Regions from separate parts of the Bicyclus anynana genome. Here region 1 is linked to region 2. A link is a contact called in public Hi-C data. All regions are on one chromosome and are shown on one strand. Each heading gives the region's core, a stretch centred on a gene start, on an enhancer-like site or on the middle of the called end of the contact. The rest is flanking DNA. Distances are from core to core; before and after follow the strand shown.

Evidence for each region. A called contact is a pair of places that touch in the nucleus more often than the background predicts.
Region 1: a contact with region 2 is called in a Hi-C map of whole larva, with 2.9 times the contacts expected there. The contact joins the enhancer-like site here to the promoter of LOC112052049 in region 2. A contact is called at or near these places in 2 of 2 Hi-C or Micro-C datasets (whole body and whole larva).

The regions. Positions count from the first base shown.
Region 1 is chr4:17,027,317-17,030,016 of ilBicAnyn1.1, reverse strand. All of the region lies in intron 8 of LOC112052049 (neurogenic locus Notch protein), which reads right to left. Among protein-coding and RNA genes, the nearest start is that of LOC128198068, 17 kb to the right of the region's middle. Within about 2 kb of position 1,321, at least 8 of the 8 cell types and tissues checked have open chromatin away from gene starts, as enhancers often do.
Region 2 is chr4:16,871,974-16,874,673 of ilBicAnyn1.1, reverse strand. LOC112052049 (neurogenic locus Notch protein) reads right to left here and starts at 1,305. Exons shown (of 33, transcript XM_052881334.1): 1 at 980-1,305. The coding sequence starts at 1,088. It overlaps LOC112052041 (myosin-11), which reads left to right and starts at 1,491. Exons shown (of 11, transcript XM_052881335.1): 1 at 1,491-2,026; 2 at 2,380-2,579. The coding sequence starts at 1,921.

The sequences.
Region 1 (2,700 bases), core at 72-2,571, 160 kb before region 2:
AATACGGTTTGGAAGGAATTCCCCCCATCACCACGGTTAGCCTTAATTAAACCCGTTAATATTACATACACAAAGTTTTAATAAATATTTTAATCCTAGGGCTAAAAGCACTATCCATACTTCCTAATTCTTGGTTAACTAACAAACTTGGTAAAGTTAACAGTTAGTTAACTTTATTCACGTGACTGCTTGTGACTTGCACCAAATGGAATCGTCACGATTTGGGATCACAAGCCACAATAAGAATGTCCGGCGCAGCGCGGGCGCACCTAATGTAGGTTTATGCGCATATTTGAATTTGAATGTATGGCTGACTCTTTTGAATATGTTTGAGTTTTTTTTTTCTACCTTACTGCTTCCAAACAGAAAAGACCAAAAACCTTCTACTAGAACTGCCTCGCTAGAGGTTACCTCTCCGTCAAAACTATTTGATCATGATCAAATGTGTTCATACAAACTGTGTCAAGAGAATCGATGTCTCATTGTGTTAAAATTACACGTGTGTGTATAACGATTTAAAATTTATAGTTGTGTGTGTGTAGTACAAGGACACAGTATATATTTATTGGTGTTAAATATTGAGTCTACCTCGTCCCTCTCAAAAAACGACAGACAATTTTGTTGGTGAATTCGAATGCGATAGAAGGTAATTGGTCTGAGCTTCTGAAGGATTGTTTTTCGAGGCGTATGAATGTCTCATTCTTGGCAACTCTCTTCATCCTACGTCTGACGGATTTCAACTTATGAGGTGTTATTAGTTAGGTTACATTTGTAAGAGCGATCAAGTTTACTTTACCAAATGAGTTTTATAAATTAGATTTTTGTCTTGTTTTTATTTTAACCTATTAATTTTTTGCTTCTTACAATAGCGCAACGACCACTGGTTTTTATTTCATGAACAAATAACAGTCAATTCAGACGATATATTTAAAAGCAGATTTGGAGGTAAGTATATGTGATCTTGTCTCAGGAAAAGGTCATAATTAACAGGTACATTATGATTTCTCAATCAAAATACCATCCTAATCCCAGTTACGAAAACCTGTATATTTTCTACTAAATCAAATTACAAAATTTGATCTACCACTGGAGTATTATTATTACTGATCGAGAAGTTGCAAGAAACTTAATAATGCTAACTAAAAATTTCCAAAAATACTTCAAGCCGTTGCCAACAAGAACTAACGGTTGCATGCTAAGACAAAAACCCTCGGGTGCAAAGCCCTGAGGGTTATGTTTTATCCCTTGTAAAAAAAGTATAATGTCATACCGAGCACGTTTGCCCTTATTAGTCCACTTGCCAGACCAGTCTGTGATCACTCATGCGTGAGATAAACGCTATCACCCGACCGTTTTATGTGCACCCGCACAATGTTTAGGACGACTATAGACTTAAGATATTGCTATTTTTCTTAATTTGCCGCTTGTATTATAATACTTTGAAAAAACTTAGATAGTTTATATACTTTATTGTGAGTATTTCTGTATACAATATTTTCATTTCCATCCATTTCATTATTATTTTTACAAGAGACGTATTTTAAGGGAAGTCTGGAATTTCATGATTTGATAACTCATACTAATTTATTATCCTTTGCTTATTGTTATTATCAATACCTGTATTTTACTACAACTTATGCTTGTGCATTTCACAAACGTAAAGTTTAGTAGTTCCTGTTAAAGCCTTAGATATCTTTTTTTAATTGAAGCTTTATTGATAATAAAGTAAGCTCATGTATCAGAACAGAAGGTCCTGTGCTTTGTCACTAACCCAATCAATTAGGTTTTGTGAATGTTTCGTATGAAGCCTGTCTGTCATATGTGGCCTACCTTATAGTCCTTTGATCGAAGTACCTTTTCAAATTGTCTGCACTATAGAGCACTCGAACTTCGATCTTAACCGGACGATTTGTGAAGTCACTTTCCTCATTCTGCAATGGTTGTATGTGTGTTCTACGCAATTTAGTCGGGTTACGTGATGAGGGGACGGTTCCAGTGAGTGGTTCCATCCGCATCATTGCATCGATGACATGTTTTGTGTACTTGACAGTGCGCTCAGGTTGATGCAAACATGTGGGTATATAGTGCACAGTTCATAGTAGTTACGTAAACACAGTTTTTATATTGTTTTCAAGAATATTTGCCATATTTTTCAAATATGACAAACATTTCCAATCCCCTCAAACTAATCGGAAACGGCTGAGTAAGGAATAGGTACAATTGTCCAGCCAACAGGGATCGAACCATGACCACTCGATGATGAGTCCGTTCCCTTTAGCGTTGAACAAAAGTTAAAAACAGCAGTTTTGAAATTCATAACTACCACTGTGAAATTGTAGAAAAATCAACGCATAGATTTTTAGCAACAACTTATTAAGCAATCAGATATACGTAATAAAAAATATTTTGGATTCAGATCTTATAAAAGGGCTGAAATTAAAATAGGTGTTACAGCATGTGTAGAATTTTATAATTATTTACATATAGTAATCCCGAAAGACATCTATTTTAGAAGCCAATTATAATTAATGTTTATTAACAAATTACCAAATATCATATATGTTTGGAATACACTAGTCTAACCAAGCCAACCTTGATTAGATACCAGGAATACACTAGGTACCAGGAATGCGAAAAGGACCTGCCAGTGAACCTAAGATAACCCAATAAATATGCATAGAAGCACGATAGCAATAGCTA
Region 2 (2,700 bases), core at 56-2,555:
TTTCTCATCTACTGTACTAATAGTCACTACTTTAGTCAATTCGTTTGGCAGCGTAAAGCGTGGCATTAGTAGGTATCGGAATGAGGTCTCTATATTTACTTCCCTTCTATAATCACTAGCTAAGTATTATAATTACGCTACCTAATTTCTAGTAGCAAACTTGTTAGAAAAATTATCTTTTACCCTTTATATTAATCAATCTATTTACCTATATGTATATTGTAAAGTAGTTAAAATAATTCAGATTAATCGGTGTAGCTAGAAGCCAAAGTGTTTATATTGGTAAGTAGGTAATTTCCGCGCCGTAAACCAAAATTTGACGGTAGATAGATGTAGCAAACTTGACTGGAATTAATTCCACGGTAAAAGTCTTCAAAAGTGCAATAATTTTTTTACGTGCGTGTGCAATTTCAACTGCCTCTTGCATTGTTATAATAAGATCAGATATTAGTTATGGATCATATATTATAGTTTGATACTTTCAAACATAAAAACGGACAGCACTCGCGGCATTTACTGTTAAGGTAACCTAGGTTGGTCTAGACTTTTATTATCTATTTAATGGGGCTTGGATGCAAATTGAAATGTACAATTTTTTTTATTAAAGAAATGCATTGGTATACATAAAACTTAATAATTTAACTGCAATATTGTGTGGACTGGCCATGCAAATCCGCGCGATATACTTCTATCTTATTTATAGTTCTAAACGTACAATTAAAACACGACAAACAAGCTACAATTAAATATAATGTAAAAAAGCGATGCCACTTCACTCCAGTTTTTAAAACGACGAGTTACACAAGTTCTTTAGAACTGTGAGAACCAAGTTTACGCGACTAAATTGATGGGACGGTCGAAAGGCGGAAAGCTCCGTACGTTACCCGCCTACTTTATTTGGCCGGGTTATACTTGCGGCCGCGCTTTCATAAGCTCGAACAACTCTTCAAAATTACATACAAGCGCCATGGACACTTACCTTCGGCTCCTTGGATTGTGGCCGCTAAGGTGGTCAGCAGGACGATGGAGAGCAAGTTAATCCCATAATCCGGTATAAAGTTTCTCGACCACATCTTGTAGCACAACATTCACACATGGATCACACACATTTGTTTTACTCCTTTTATGTCGTTTAAACACAAAATAATAATCACTTCACGGAACTAAATGTAAGAACTGACACTTCATTTTGTTTTTGAACTGTTGTTACGTCGAATACACATGCGTATTGGTCATTTTAGCGGTAAAACACGTTCAAATAAACGCAACGTAAAGCCCGGTAGAAACACGCGCAGCCGCGTCCTGCTCGCATCTGACGGCTTTGTTCGTAAATACACAGCGTACGGTAAATCAAAATGGCGGCCCTTGCTATGGTGTGCGTAAGCGCAGGCTGTAACAATAGATATTTTGGCATCCGGGCCCGAACAGTGACTGTATTCATTAGATTTTATTGCGATGTATGTAAATATAGCTGATTTATTTCATAAATTTGAGCGGATTTCGTTAAAAAACCGTGAGAACGCATTCACGCACACATACAAAGATACGCGAAGGAATGTTGATTCAATGGAGAAATCAAGCAATTCAACACCACTCGGCGCTGGCGACCAATCGAGAGCTTTTGAACTTAGCGGTTTCGCATCCACGACACAGATGGCTCTGCACGTTGTAATGCGAAATTATAGGGGTGGGTTCGAAGGGGAAATATTGTTATCTAGTCCGTTGAACTTTTAACAATAATAATTTTGAACTTGTAACGTATGTAACGGGATACAATAGCTAATTTAGAATATTGCATATCATTAGTTACATTCAGAAAACGGTTACCTATTTTTGGTTTGATCAATAATTACGTTGCTATAACTTTTGTTTAGGTTTCATCAAGCTTAAGTCTGCAAATACTTTTAAATAATAACAAAAATGGCGATGTGTTATCAAAAACATCCCTTTGAAATTGAATCAGAGGACAGACTAACGACTATAAATTCAAAAATATTTGAGATTAAAAAGAAAATTCAACTATCAGGTTTGTAGCTTTCCCTTTTAGAAAACTGAATTCAGCACAAATTAAATTTCTGCTTAAAAATTGTTGCGAGTACCTACTATCTAGCTTATTTTAACACAATACGCACAGTTAATGCAAGTACAAACAAACACAAACTATTGATAGAAACAGATAGGCAATGTATTCGCTAATTCGGTGCCTGCATACCTGAGAATTTTCTTAGGTATGCAGGCACTATTCTCTACGTATGTGAAATCTGCCAATCCGCATTAGGCCAGAGCAGTGGAATATTAGCCTAACCCCTCTCATTCTGAGAGGAGACACATGCTCAACAGTGATCCGAATATGGGTTGTTAATGATGGACTATTTCTAGAGGGTCAAAGAAAATCCCACTACGAAGAAAACGAAGCAGAGAAAAAACAGAACAGTGACCTCATAGATACACTCAAGAAGGAGATTCGTCTGAGGCAGTATGAACTGGCACAAGCCAGAGAAGTGTTAGCTGACGAAGAAGCCCAGGTCAAGAAGTATTTGAACGATGTCTGCCCCATTGGTAACAAAAGTGCCGATAAGGTAACGTTTGGACCCATCTTTGAAGTTTATTTTAATAATACAATAAAAAAATTCATGAAAAAATTGAACCGACTTTAAAATCAGAAACTAAACTAAAAAGCGTAAAATAACATAGTACGTG